Regions from separate parts of the Mus musculus genome. Here regions 2 and 3 are each linked to region 1. A link is a contact called in public promoter capture Hi-C data. All regions are on one chromosome and are shown on one strand. Each heading gives the region's core, a stretch centred on a gene start, on an enhancer-like site or on the middle of the called end of the contact. The rest is flanking DNA. Distances are from core to core; before and after follow the strand shown.

What was found. Promoter capture Hi-C pulls out the DNA fragments that hold promoters and counts their contacts.
Region 2: a promoter capture Hi-C map of hippocampal neurons shows a contact between it and region 1, with 2.8 times the contacts expected there. The contact joins the enhancer-like site here to the promoter of Arhgap22 in region 1. A contact is called at or near these places in 5 of 39 promoter capture datasets (the 3T3-L1 cell line, hippocampal neurons, liver and 1 more), 1 of 15 datasets of contacts at CTCF or cohesin (stem cell-derived epiblast-like cells), 10 of 484 Hi-C or Micro-C datasets (the N1E-115 cell line, cerebral cortex, cortical neurons and 5 more) and 1 of 9 other capture datasets (embryonic stem cells).
Region 3: a promoter capture Hi-C map of neutrophils shows a contact between it and region 1, with 4 times the contacts expected there. The contact joins the enhancer-like site here to the promoter of Arhgap22 in region 1. A contact is called at or near these places in 10 of 39 promoter capture datasets (the 3T3-L1 cell line, cranial neural crest, embryonic stem cells and 6 more).

What each region holds. Positions count from the first base shown.
Region 1 is chr14:33,214,557-33,218,916 of GRCm38.p6, reverse strand. It overlaps Arhgap22 (Rho GTPase activating protein 22), which reads right to left and starts at 2,094. Exons shown (of 11, transcript NM_153800.4): 1 at 2,072-2,094; 2 at 1,806-1,965. The coding sequence starts at 1,857.
Region 2 is chr14:33,524,137-33,528,245 of GRCm38.p6, reverse strand. It overlaps Frmpd2 (FERM and PDZ domain-containing protein 2), which reads right to left. Exons shown (of 30, transcript XM_017316244.1): 15 at 1,741-1,897. Among named protein-coding and RNA genes, the nearest start is that of Frmpd2, 43 kb to the right of the region's middle. Within about 2 kb of position 2,770, at least 42 of the 459 cell types and tissues checked have an H3K27ac peak or open chromatin away from gene starts, as enhancers often do. A contact at or near this core is called in cerebral cortex, cortical neurons, hippocampal neurons and 1 more, where this site is marked.
Region 3 is chr14:32,716,043-32,720,544 of GRCm38.p6, reverse strand. Gm28651 (a long non-coding RNA gene) reads right to left here. Exons shown (of 5, transcript XR_874509.3): 2 at 1,410-1,511; 3 at 816-911. Among named protein-coding and RNA genes, the nearest start is that of Gm28651, 33 kb to the right of the region's middle. Within about 2 kb of position 3,239, at least 19 of the 459 cell types and tissues checked have an H3K27ac peak or open chromatin away from gene starts, as enhancers often do. A contact at or near this core is called in neutrophils, where this site is marked.

The DNA of each region.
Region 1 (4,360 bases), core at 845-3,344:
CAGAGAAACATGCCGTGTACTTATCAGACCTGTGCAGCAGCGAAATCCACACAGACAGAAAAACAGACTGGTGGCTGTCAGGAATGGGAGGTGGGGGGTGGGAAGGCTGCTTAGTCCACAGAGGATGGCAGTGTGTATCAGGTAGTCTGAGGTGCAGCCGCACAGCATGCTGCCTGTCTGGACCACCGCTGGATCTTACACTTCAAAACGGCCAACTCTCTGCCATGTGAATTTTACTTTAATATAAAAATCAATTCAATCTTATTCATTAAATCTCATGTAACACAGTCTTTGTCCCTTTCTCAACAGGTTGGCACACGCCCTTCAGAGCAGGGCAGCGGGGACAATCCATCATATCAGACAAATCTGGCAACTGACCCTCCAACAAAAGCCAGGGCCTTTCCTTCGGTGCTGGACTGTGCTGTGACCCCAGCTGGAGGAGAATACCTTCAGAGTGTCAGATACTGTGATCCCAGCTGCCCGCAGCCCGATTTCTCCCCAGACTGGAGCGTCTACCTAGACTCTAGCCCAGGTCTCAGAGCCCAGACCTGGCTTCCAGCTCACGCAACCCTGCCTTTGTGGAAGAAGAAACTTTCTCCTCACCTAACACATGCCTGCTCAGGACGACAGAGGCACAGCAGGAGTCTGAGCCCTGTGGCTCTGTTCACTTTTTCCTAGTGCTGGCAGAGACATAAACATGTGCAGGAGCCTGCGTTCCACCTAAGGCTGGCTAAACAGAAGTCTCCAGAGGAAGTTGGCAAGCTTGAGGAGGACTGGGGCCCAGAGGACGTTACTGATGGCATCTATTTCTGGAATCCAGCACTCAGGTCTAACCTACCAAAGACACCACCCAGCTACAAACACAACCAGCTCCTTCCTGCCTGAGGTCCATCCTGTGCACACACATTTAAGTCGGGCAGCTCCAGCAGGGTCTACCACCTCTATGACACAGCACCTGCAAGACCCAGCACCTGCAAGACCCAGCACCTGCAAGACCCAGCACCCGTATGATGCAGCACCTGCAAGGCTCAGCACCCGCAAGACCCAGCACCTGTATGATGCAGCACCTGCAAGACCCAGCACCTGTATGATGCAGCACCTGCAAGACCCAGCACCTGCAAGACCCAGCACCTGTATGATGCAGCACCTGCAAGACCCAGCACCTGCAAGACCCAGCACCTGCAAGACCCAGCACCTGCAAGACCCAGCACCTGTATGACCTTGCACCTTCAGGATCTACACCTGTGTGACCTGGCACCTACACGATTCAGTTCTTGAGGGGCCCAGCATCTTCAGGGAATACCAGACCATCATCTGTCAGTGACTCGAACAGACACTAGTCCCACTGTGACTAGCTGCTGCCTTCCCAGAGCTTCCCGGAGCTATTCAATCATCCTCTCTGCATCTTTCAGTTCACTACCAGGCTGGGTGGCTTCCTGGCACAGACAGAGGAGCCTTGGGATGCCCAGTTCTCCCTGTGGAAGCTCTATCCAGTGTCCAAGCAGTCTGTGGTCATGGTGATCCTCATGGCCGTCAACTGTCATTAGAGTCCCCAGCCATTGGAACCCAGGACCCTTGACACTGGAGCCTGATTTCCAGGCTCACAGAGAGCAGATGCTGGGTCATGGCTGAGTGCTGGCTAACCAACTTGTGCTGAGAGCTGAAGGAAGATTGAGTCCCCACTTCATGGTGCCCACAGCCCGCAAGACCAACGAGGCTCCTTCAGTGTCACCGAGCGACCCCACCCTTAAGCACGAAGTCAAGCACACAGGCAGCCATTCCCCACCATAGAGCCAAATCCTTACTGAAGTATCTGGCAGCGAAGGTTCTTCTTTTGCTGGAAGCCGTCGGCAGCATTGCTAGGCTGGCAGTGTGCAGATTTCTCCTGTGTCTTCTCTGGAAGGCAGCAGCCACATCCTCAGGCAGACAAGCTAATTCCCAGTTTCAGTAGCAGGCGATCAGCATCTATAGTAGAGAAATATATTTAGAACGCTCTTTCCAGGCATTTGCCTGGATTTCAAACACGAACAAAGCCTGCTGTGAGGGACAAGTTTCTCTGTGGAGCATGTACCTTGGGGATCTGAGAGCAGACTTGGGGAAGTCAGAGTATCAGTTCCTCAAATCTGTAAAATGGGACCAGCAGTGACAACTGCGTCTCAGAGGGAGAAGATGCCAGATTCATCAGCGGAAGCAAGGGCTCGGTGAGCCAAGGGCTCTAGCTACTAGATTTGATATTTTTCGCCCCCAAGGGAACAACATGGAGCTAAGTAAGGGACCGTGCAAATTGCTCTGAGCATGCTGGCTGGTTCCTGGCTCACACTTTGGCTTGTGGTCCAAGTGCTGGGGTAGACCCCAGGAAAGCTCTGTCACATCCTTAGGGTACCACTTCTCCATTCTATTTTTGGAAATGTGTCATCATTACATCATTTACAGTTGTGGAAAATGGGTACAAACGAACAAACAAATAGACAAAGCTTGCTTATAACTAGCCAAGTGGTATTTCTGCCGCCGTGAACATCATTCACACAGCAGCAGTCCTAGCGACCTAAAATAAAGCCAGGCTCTGAGATGGCAGGCACACTGTCACCTGTCTTTAGGACATATGATACCATTTGCAGATGGAGCCCAGAATGCTCTTCCCCTACCTACCCTGTCTCCAGTGTGCTAGTCTCTACAAGCTGAGCTTGTATGAAGCCTGAAGTTACCGGTAGATCCTTCCAACCTGGGCAGGAGGAGGCAGAAGGAGGCAGGAGGAGGAGGAGATAGAGATGCGGGCTGAAATCGGTCCATCACTGCCACAGAGAACAGAAGCTTGGGGCTATGGACTAGTGCCTGGTATTCTGTGGGTCCTGCTGGGGCAAAATGCTTCTGGTTCACACTTTAGCATGTGGGTATAGTTCCTGTCACTGACTGGTCCCCAGGGAGTGATGGGACAGCACCTGGAATGGAGAAGGCAGACTGCCTTTGGAATAGCAGAGAGAATGAAGCGGTCACTAAGCCCTAAATCTTCAAGGGCCTAAGCCCAAGATATTGGCATGACCTGGGACCCAGGAGCACAGATGGCCTTGAACACACAGCTGAGCTGGGAGTCTCCAGGGAAGTGATGGAGCTGGAGCCAGGAAATGAGGACCCTGGAGTTGGTACAGACCTCAGAGACCCTGAGGGATTTGGGAGTGACACCTTCAGTCTCTCCTGGAAGAGTGCACAGTTTGGAAGCATAGGTGGACGGGGGTAAGGCTCTGAGGGTGGGGGCACCCCACACCCACTGTAGCAAGCCTTAAGAATGAATGCTCTGGGTTCACACTGTAGGTCCAGTCCCTAGCAGGACACAAAGCCAGGTAGGCGTGTAGTATGCCTGTAAACCCAGCAATCAGGAGGTGGGGGCAGAGACTCAGAAGTTCAAGGTTACCCTCAGCTATATAGTGAGTTCAAGGCCAGCCTGTGCTACATGAGAGCCTGTTTACAAAACAGAAGTCTAACGTTAAAGTTGAATTCAGGAATACAAGGGCACACATTGGCTCCTTTAGGGGGAACAGTCTCATAATTGGTGGCAGACAGCTGGATCTAGCAGGTTGACATGTCAATCAAGTCTGGGTTTCCTTGCAGTTCTGTTTGCTTCTAGGGTGTTTCCTCTTCCCTCTCTTCCTCCTTCCTCTCCTTCTCCCTCTTCTTCACCCTTCACCCTTCCTCCTTTCTCCTCCCCCTCCTCCCCTTCTTCCCCTGGCCCTCCTTTATTTTGGGATCAGCTTTGGGAGCTAACATTTCTTCTCTCCCGCAGAGCCCGAGGAAAGAGGACACTGTCCAGTCTCAGACAAACCACAGAGCTTCTTCCCAAAGCCTGTCAAATGCCTTCTTTCCTTGATTTGGGGCACTAACCAATGCACTCGACTGGATCCAAACCAGTGGGGTGTGCTGATTGGCTAAAGCAGCCGGGTCTTATCACATCTAAGGAACTGGGTGGGGCTGGCTTTTCCCAGGACCAGAGAGGGCAGGCAGAGGAGACAGGTGGGTGCTAGAATAGACCCTGGGAGACTGTAACAATTGTGTATACGTTTGCAGGAGGGGGGAAGTTCCTAAACCGATATGCTACTGTGGGGTTGGAGTAGAGAGGGGTCACCTCTGTGAAAGAGGAAGAGGTTTGCTCTCTAGCCCTTCACCTTAGTATTCTCCTAACCTACCTTTCTAAGCAAGGTCAACAGCCGGCCACACCCAGCCAAGCCCAGTAGAGCCAGGGCCCGCCTAGACGCCTCCCAGAGCATGACTCAGCTCCAGGCATGGCTCCGCACCACGCTCACAACAGATCTGTTTGCCCTGGACTCAGGCCAGTGCCCCTGTGCCTTATCTCACCCCACCTGCAGGC
Region 2 (4,109 bases), core at 1,521-4,020, 310 kb before region 1:
CTTCGTGTATATTGTCTGGCACAGAAACAAAGCCCATAGGTGGAAGCCACTGTCACCATTGCCACAGTCCACGGAGCACTGGGCAGTGAGCTAGAAATATGATATGCTGCCTACTGGTGCATAGCACAGACCTGAGAGGCTCAGTGTGGCCTAATGATGACACCAAGATTCAGAGAGGGGATGTGACCTCCCAAAGCCACACACACAGCCAGTAAGTGGCACTCAGCTGAATCTAAGGGACACCTGAGGTTTCTTCATTAGCCAGGGCCTCTCTGCTTTGTACTCGGGTTGAAGTCATTTAGGTTCTTTTGCACACAGGTTCTGGTTCAATAGCTGTCAGGCAGGCTCTGAGATTCTGCATCCTTAGTAGCTCAAGGGTTCTCAGTACATCATTGTAGCTAACTGTTCCCTTTTATAAACGGAAGAAATACACTTAGACATCAAAAACAAGCATGATGAAGATGAGGTCAGCACTCAGAAGTCTCAGGCATTCAAGGCTCCGCTAGGGAAATGGTGACAGGAAGAAGAGGGGGAAGCAGATGGGCTCTGGGGTCTAGAAGCCCCAGCCTCAAGCAGCTGATACGGGGTTTCATTTCTTTACACCCTGTTGCCCCCCCACAGTAGTGCTGCTTCTAGCCTCATAGGCTGACTTAACTAGTGGAGTTTGAGAGAACAGTGCTTATGTTGTGGTCATAAATGAAATTTTCATGTGTGTATATATGGGGCTTAAGGTGGGTGCTTTTCCTTCATGTCTATCTGTCTACAACTTGCATGTCTGGTGCCAGTGGAGTCCAGAAAAGGGCTTGGGATCCCCTGGAACTAGAGTTATAGACTGTCATAAGGTGCCATGTTGACAATGGACATCAAATGAATGCTCCTTGATGGAGCAGCCAATGCTCTCAACCACTGAGTTATCTCTCCAGACCCGAATCTCTCCATGTCCAAAATGAGGTCATTTTTGAAGAGATTATCATGAGGAAAAGGAGGAAGAGAAGTAGTCAATGGCTCCGTAGCACAGAGTCAATAAACACTAAGTAGTGTCGTGTGATTGTATGGCCTCATCTTAGCCATTAATCTCTTAACTACATCAGTAATACAAGCTCATTGGTAAAGTTTAATATTGATAAATATTAAGAAAATAGCCATGCTCACATGTGTAATTCCTTAAGGTATTAAGATTTGGGTTTTATTTATTTCTGTATTTTTTTCTAGTTCTATAACATAGAAATATTAACTACGTGAATATACATAAGCTATCCATTCAAATTTAAAAATAAATCACCAAAACCTAAATAAAATAAGATTTCATTTCTAGGTTGCTCCTGCTATCATTTGGCTGCTCAAGACTATGAATGGTGTGCCCCACCCTCTACTGAAGGGTGGAGCTGTTCCCTTGCAGTGCATCAAGGTCTCTGTTGCCCTTCCTCTCTCAGCACCATGTCATGGACAGCTCCACTCGCCATCAACTCCTTTGCTACCTTAGGACAAATATCTGCAGTCAAATTGAGAGTTCAAAGGATATAAACCTCCTTTCAGCTTCTACAAAAAATTAGATTGATGGACAGAGGGAGGGAGGAAACAGAGAGGGGTTAAAAGAGGCAGAGAGAGAGAGAGAGAGAGAGAGAGAGATATTACAGTTGCATTCTGAGAAGACTGTATCAGTTTGTCGTAGTGTCATTTGCAATTCTGTGAAAGAGAAAACCTGTCCACTTGCGTGTTGCTAACATAGTACATACTCACCAGTAAAACGATGGGAAGGATGCTTAGAGCCTGTCTGTGCATTAAACCAATGCTGGGAAGAGCAGAGGCCCAGCAAGTATTTACAGGTCTTGGATGAATTGGTGACAAAGGTGTACTTTTTCCCAGTGGTGCTGCTGGTGATGGTGAGCTTTTTTCTCTGGAGGAAGCAAGCGCAGACTTAGAACCCTGACCATCTTTACCTATCCCTTTAAGTACACGTGTGTGAGCAGCAATAAACGATCAGCTCCCCAACTCAATAGCAGCACACTTCTGGAAATGCAGGGCAGGTAATGACTGGCAACAAAGGCTCGATTTCTTTTCTTAGGCAATAGCTAAAGAAAGTCCTTCTTCTTATTCTCCTCCTTCATTTGTGGGACAAATGTTCATATCATTGCTATTATCAAGGAGTGTGCTGGACAGAAAGAATGTGAAATGGGTCAGGGAACACTGGGTCCTCACAAGTACATTGTAAAATAGTGGGCAAGCATTCCCATTGTTTTTATTGTACATGCTCCAAGCTCCAAGATTCTTGTTCTGATAGGGCAGGGAGTCAGCAGAAAACAGGCAGGCAGCTGCACTGTAATAAGCAAGCAGAGAAACTCTGAGCTGTATTCAGGACCAGCCACCCACCAAGGCAGCAAGGAGACTGATGGTACTGACCTGGAGCCTCCTTATGCCTCATTATAATACATTAGCATAGTGAGCGCTCTGCCAATGGAGAGATAGAACAAAAATATAGGAGTGTTTTGAGCCGCATGCCAAGTAGCACATGCGCACTGGAAGCCTCCTCCCTTGCCTGGGAAAGAACAGAAACGCTTCTCCACGAAATGCAGCTTGCATCTTTGTTCCCGATCCTCTGCCTATGGCAGGTCTGCCCTTCTTGTCTGTAATAAACTTTCACTCGTTCTTATTCCTTCTGTGACATCTTCTCTTCGTGGCTGCAGATTGGGGAATCGTTATCTTTAAACATGATCTAGAAATCCTAAAGTCTAGGAACAGATCAAGAGTCCTCAGGATGCCCTGCATGCTGGGTATAGCAACACGCTCCTTTAATCCCAACACTCAGGAGGTATTGGCAGATGGATCTCTACTCCAACCAGGGCTGCAAAATGAGACCCTGCCTCAATCGATTAATCAGTCAATCAAATAAAAATAAAATCTAATAACTATTCTCAAACAAATTTGAAAAGGGGGAAACACACACTCCCACTCGGTCTGCATTTGTAGCACAGAAACTTACACTACAGTGAGCAAGACTTTTCTTGTACAAACTGCACACTTGACCTATCCTGCCTCAGCCATACTAAAAGATCTGTTAAACTTTACTTTTATTCTCTCTTGATAAAGTATTGTAAAATGTTGCCATGAGGGGGAAAAAATAAAGGAAAGAATATGCCATCCAAAATCTGAAATAAGAAACCATTCAGGCTTTGTCAAGAAGTTATTTAAGTGTTTTTTCTGGCATTTACATTATTTAAAAAGTATATCCTCTGGCTTTTAAAATTTGTATCTTTGGGATCTTCTTTTCTTATTCTAAATAACATCCCCTTTCATGAGATAGCTTCTATTTGCAACTTTGTATTCTTTTGCTTAAAGAGAACCACATTATAGTCTTGTATAGTCTGTTCTGCTCTGTGCCTTTATCTCTAAAGATTAGAGGTAATGTTGGAAAACACTACAGCTATCAACACCATCAGTCTCCTTGTTCTAAAAGGGATGATTTTTGATTGAATAAATCAAGAATGCATAGATGTTATGGTACCCAGTGACTGTACTTTTCGAAAAAGGCATCCACATTCCCTTGGCTACCTCCCTGCAGGGTGAAAAGATGAAAGGGGTGAGTCTGAAGCATCCTGGCTCCAGCTATTACTGCAAGAACTGAGGCTTCCTGGGCTGATCTCTCTGTGCTTAGATTTCTCAGAGCTCACTACTTGGGGCTTGCAGAAGCATAAAGAGTCAGTTTCTCTGTAAGATGTTTAACTGCCCATGAGCATCTGGTGATATTATATTACGTGATGGCTTTACAGCATAATCGTTCATGCATGCCAAGGAAGAAATTGATCATTAGGGGATGGAAATCCTAGTTAATCTTAATTAAATAGTTTCTTTGAGCTCATGAGCTTGATGACTTCCTGGATTTAATTTTTTAAAAAATTGTTTGTCCTGGTAATGAAAAACAAATACTTGTAAAATGAAACGTATGTATGTATGTATGCATGCATATATATACACATATATATATGCTTAAGGGGACTGTTGAACTTCATGGCCTCAAAATTTTTCCATGTTTCAAAATTACTAGAGAATCTGCATTTAGACAAATCTCAGTGAAATCTTTGCTTAGTTAAACATGCAATAAAGTGAACAAT
Region 3 (4,502 bases), core at 1,990-4,489, 500 kb after region 1:
GCAGGGGGAGTCGGCTTGCCAAATTCTAAAGTGTGCTGTGAAGTTCCAACCATTAAGTGTTTCATTGGCAGGAGAATGTGCAAACAGATCAATAGAACAGGCTAAGCGTTCACAGAAGGGATGTCAAAGACGTGTAAGACTCAGAGAGTGATAGAGGGAACATCGCACACAAGGGGGAAGGAGTGGGTGAATCAACAAATAGTATTTTTATTTATGAAGGAAACCTCGGGGATGGGAGAAATAAACTCATGTCAGTAATTACTGCAACTGGGGTGTGGCCATGCTCGCAAAATCAACAACAGAAACAGCACACGGGAAAATGCTAACATACTAAGTCATGTTACCTATAAAGATTGTGTACATCTAGTATCAAAGATACCTCACTTCAAGTAGAGGTGAGAACATGGGTCCTAGGATATGGATCGCTGGTACAGCAGGTGTTTTTACCCAGACAGCCTTGGGTTCTATCTCTAACACTCAAAGAAAAAAGAAAGAAAATGAAAGTCCAGCTAGGACATGCTGGAAAGAGATTATTTTCAGCTAGCACACACAAAAGTAAATTGTCATATTATTTAAAGAACTGTCCCAAGTCAGATAAGAACCAACCAAAAATCTAGACACTAGTAGAAGCACAGACCGGACCTGAAGGCCCAGTGCACGGTGAGTAGATTGCAAATTTTGGCTGTTCCATCTGCACTGCGGTGGCAATGGAATGGAGTTTCCTTTCTTCTTGGTTTTAAGGTTGAGTATGACAATTCAGTAACACAGGCTCTGGTCGGGTGTAGTGGCGCACGTACTCAGCACTCGGCACTTACCACTCAGCACTCAGCACTTGGCACTCAGGTGGATCTCCTTGTGTTCAGGGCCACAGAGCTTTCTAGGTCTGCCAGGGACACATAGTGAGACTCTTTCTAAAACAAACCAGCAAACAAACACTTCTAATGAGTGCACAAATTTGGGAGCCTCAAAACATGTCTCTCTACTTAATAATTCCATTTCTTCACATCTAAGCTTTAAAAATGTGAGCACAGCCCCAGAAGATGGGAACCTGGCCATAGACAGCCCAGTGTTGCCATGCTCCAAATAAAACCCTCCACCTTTGACCAGCTTGATAAAGTCCACATTGACTCAGTCCTTTGGACAAAGGTTTGGGTTTTTGTTATTTTGTTTTCAGTGTATAGAAAATTGAGATCCAATACAATGACAAGATATACTGCAGAGAAATCCTTCACTTTCCGAAAAGTATCGTGTATGACAGTAGTAATTGGGCAGTGGACATGGGACAGATTAAGAGGAAAGGTTTGGGGAGACAACTGCTATGACACAGACTCTAACACTGTAGTTGTGACAGCCGGCTTTCCTGAAGATCAAAGGACAATGCTTTGAAGCGTTCTTACCGGAATCCTTACCCTCCAGAGAGTGGGCTGGGCCTCTCCTTAAGCGAGAGTCTCTGAGGCAGGATGAGGAGCTTCTCCCCAAAGCAGTGATGTTTCATCACCAGGTCAACCTCCCTAAACAAAGAGAAGAGGTTGGTGAGATGTCCAATGTATGTTTGTGTTTCTGTGTGTGTATCTGTGTCTGTATGTCTGTTGTGTGTCTATCTGTGTGAGTCTGTCTGTGTCTGTGTGTCTATGTGTCTCTGTGTGTCTCTGTGTGTGTGTCCTCATCCGTCTCTGCCTGTGTCACTGTGTGTGTCTGTGTCTGTGTCTCTATGTCTGCTGATACATACAATGCCAGTGCTCTCCTACTGAGCTCCACTCCCAGCCTCTCAACAGAATCTTGAAGTAAAATAGAAAAGATATTTATGTAGTCCTTCTGCTACTGACTTCTGTTACAGAAGAATTAGCCACCGTTCATTACGATAGTGATAATTATACAATACATAAAATATACTGTGTAGATCAAATATGCAATTAAATAATTATCATTTTATAAGCTTTTATGGGATGATGAGCAAGGTTAACTACAGAGGGAGATGGAAGCTTCTGTTTCATTCTTTCTCCCTTTTATTCAGGTCAGGATCCCAGCCTAGGAGCCGGAGCTACCCACAGTCATGATGTGTCTCCCACCTCAGCTAGACTTCTCCGAAAACATCCTTCCAGGCATGCCCACAGGCTTGTCTCCTGGGTGATTCTACGTCTTTTCAAATAGCGAGTGAGTGTTAACCATCTGTGTTATTTAGGTATTTGTCACCTTGACACAAGGCATGATTATCTGGGAAGAGGGAACCTCAATTGAGAAACGGTCGTAAGTAGGTGGAACATTGTCTTGATTGATGGTTGATGTGGGAGGGCACAGTCCACTGTGGGTGGGTGGTTCTACACCAAAGCAGGCTGAACAAGCCACGAGATGCAAATGCTTCAGTTCTTGCCTCCAGGTTCCTACCTTGAGTTCCTTACCTGGTTCCCCTTCATGAGCTGTGACCGGAACATAAAAGCCAGCCTTTTTCTCCCCAAGTTTTTGATCATAGTCTTTAGAAAGTAAATTAAGACACTATCACATTCAGCTTTCCATTACTATAACAAATACCTAAGATGGATCAAATTATAAAATCTCCATGAAAGGGCAGATTCACTGTTTCCAAGCCTCCAATAAGAATGTGGTATTCATACTTCCAAGGACTAGAAATTCTCCCACTGGGTTCTACATCTTTTGAGTCCTCACCTCGACAGTGCCAAGCTAGAGACCAAGCTTTTAACACCCAAGGAGTGCTCCATACTCAAACTGAGCAAGGGCTCCACTGAGGGAGTCCCCGAGCCTTGGCTTCAGGAATCAGAATCCTAGAGTGCTATTCTGGTAGAAATTAAGCTGTTTCTCCTAGGACATGGGATTTGACTTGAATGTCTGAGATGATTGCCTCAGGATGAGAGGATTCCTGCCTCCATTTTTAGCTGCCTGGAGCTCTTTTCTTCCACCATTCAGACAGGCTTCTTAGAGCAGAGAAACTTAAGCAATGTATCCAGCCTTCCATAGGTCATGGCACACATACAGCATACCACTGAACAGAGGGGTTACCTACAAGTTGAAGGTGACAGCTGCCCTTTCTTTTCCTCTGCTATCTCCCAGGAGAGATATACACATAGCAAACCATTGGAGCACATGCCGTTAACCCCAGCACTAGGGGACAGGGTGAGTCTCTATGAATTCAATACCAGCTTGATCTACATAGTGAGTTCTAGGCTAGCCAAGACTACATAATGAGAAACTGTCAAAGAAGAAAAAGGAAGGGGGGAGGGAGAGCAGGAGAGGGTAAGAAAGAGGAAGAAGAAAAGAACAAGAAAAACAAAAACAAGAAGAACTCTGTCTAGTTATCTTTCCTCCATCGCAGGGAGTGATCAAAGGCCTCGGGGCACCTGTTCTGAGAGCCTAGCTTTAGGTGTCTGAAGACCCAGAGCCAAAGCCTGGGGTGAACAGCAGGCCATTATTTATCTGTGATGTCTTCATACTCAGGGCCGCGCATGGTCAACCTGATGGAAAGTCTAGTTTTTCCTCTTGAGACTAGTGACAATCTCTTACCACTGCAACTGCGTGAGTTGGTGATTCAGGAGGGACTTGAAAGAAACCAACTTTGCTGATTTCTGTGGGCGTGGATGGACTGGATGTGGCTTGTGGTCAGACTGCATGGCTGTCACCCAGATGTACTTCCTCACATCATACAGAAAGAGATGAAGGTGAGAGTGAGGGCAGAGGTACCCTTCCACCTCTAACTGTGTTGCTTATTTCCCATTCCAAGCCTCAGTGAATGTCCCTGGGTCAAGTGAGAATATGCCAAAACCATTAGCAAACATCTATCACCATTAACAAATAGATTATAAACCAATACTAAAGAGTCAACTGCCAACACCATGACAATGCTTCCCACCAGCCTGGCCGTGATACTGCAGCGTTACTTACCCAAGGACCTCTGGGCTGGGTTTGCCCTAGACAGTAGAACACAGACCAAAGCCATACCTGGTAATGCCTCTGCTAGGCCAACACATAGGAACTTAAAGAACCCTAGGGTATCAGGCACAGCCTTGTACCAGCTCATCCCCCAAGGCCAATATCTAGTGGTCCTCATGATCTCCACCTCCATTTTCTGGGTATTTGTTCTAGGGTGGCCCTCTTTGTCACAGCCCTGGAGTTGTTTGCCCTCTGAGCCTATGGGAGCTATAAGAAGAAAGACTATAGGTAGAGGCCTTACATAGGTCATATACATAGGCTCAGAGATGTGAGAGCCTCTCTGGAAGCCCTGGGAGGTCTCAGCAGGTCAATCCTCTCTACAACCTTTCACATCACATCTGAGGCCAGAACAAGTACTTCCAAATCCTTTGGCTGTGGTTTGGGGGCCATTCCAGGTGCTTGGACATATTTAGTCACTGTCAGATCAACTCTACAACCATGAAAGCAATGCTCATTTCCCATAGTCATTTATCATGCATACAAGAGCAGCTAGAGTTCTGTCAGTGGTGCAGCAAAGTGGGTAGTAGGGCTCTGACCTGCTTGGCTTTTTCAACCCTGAC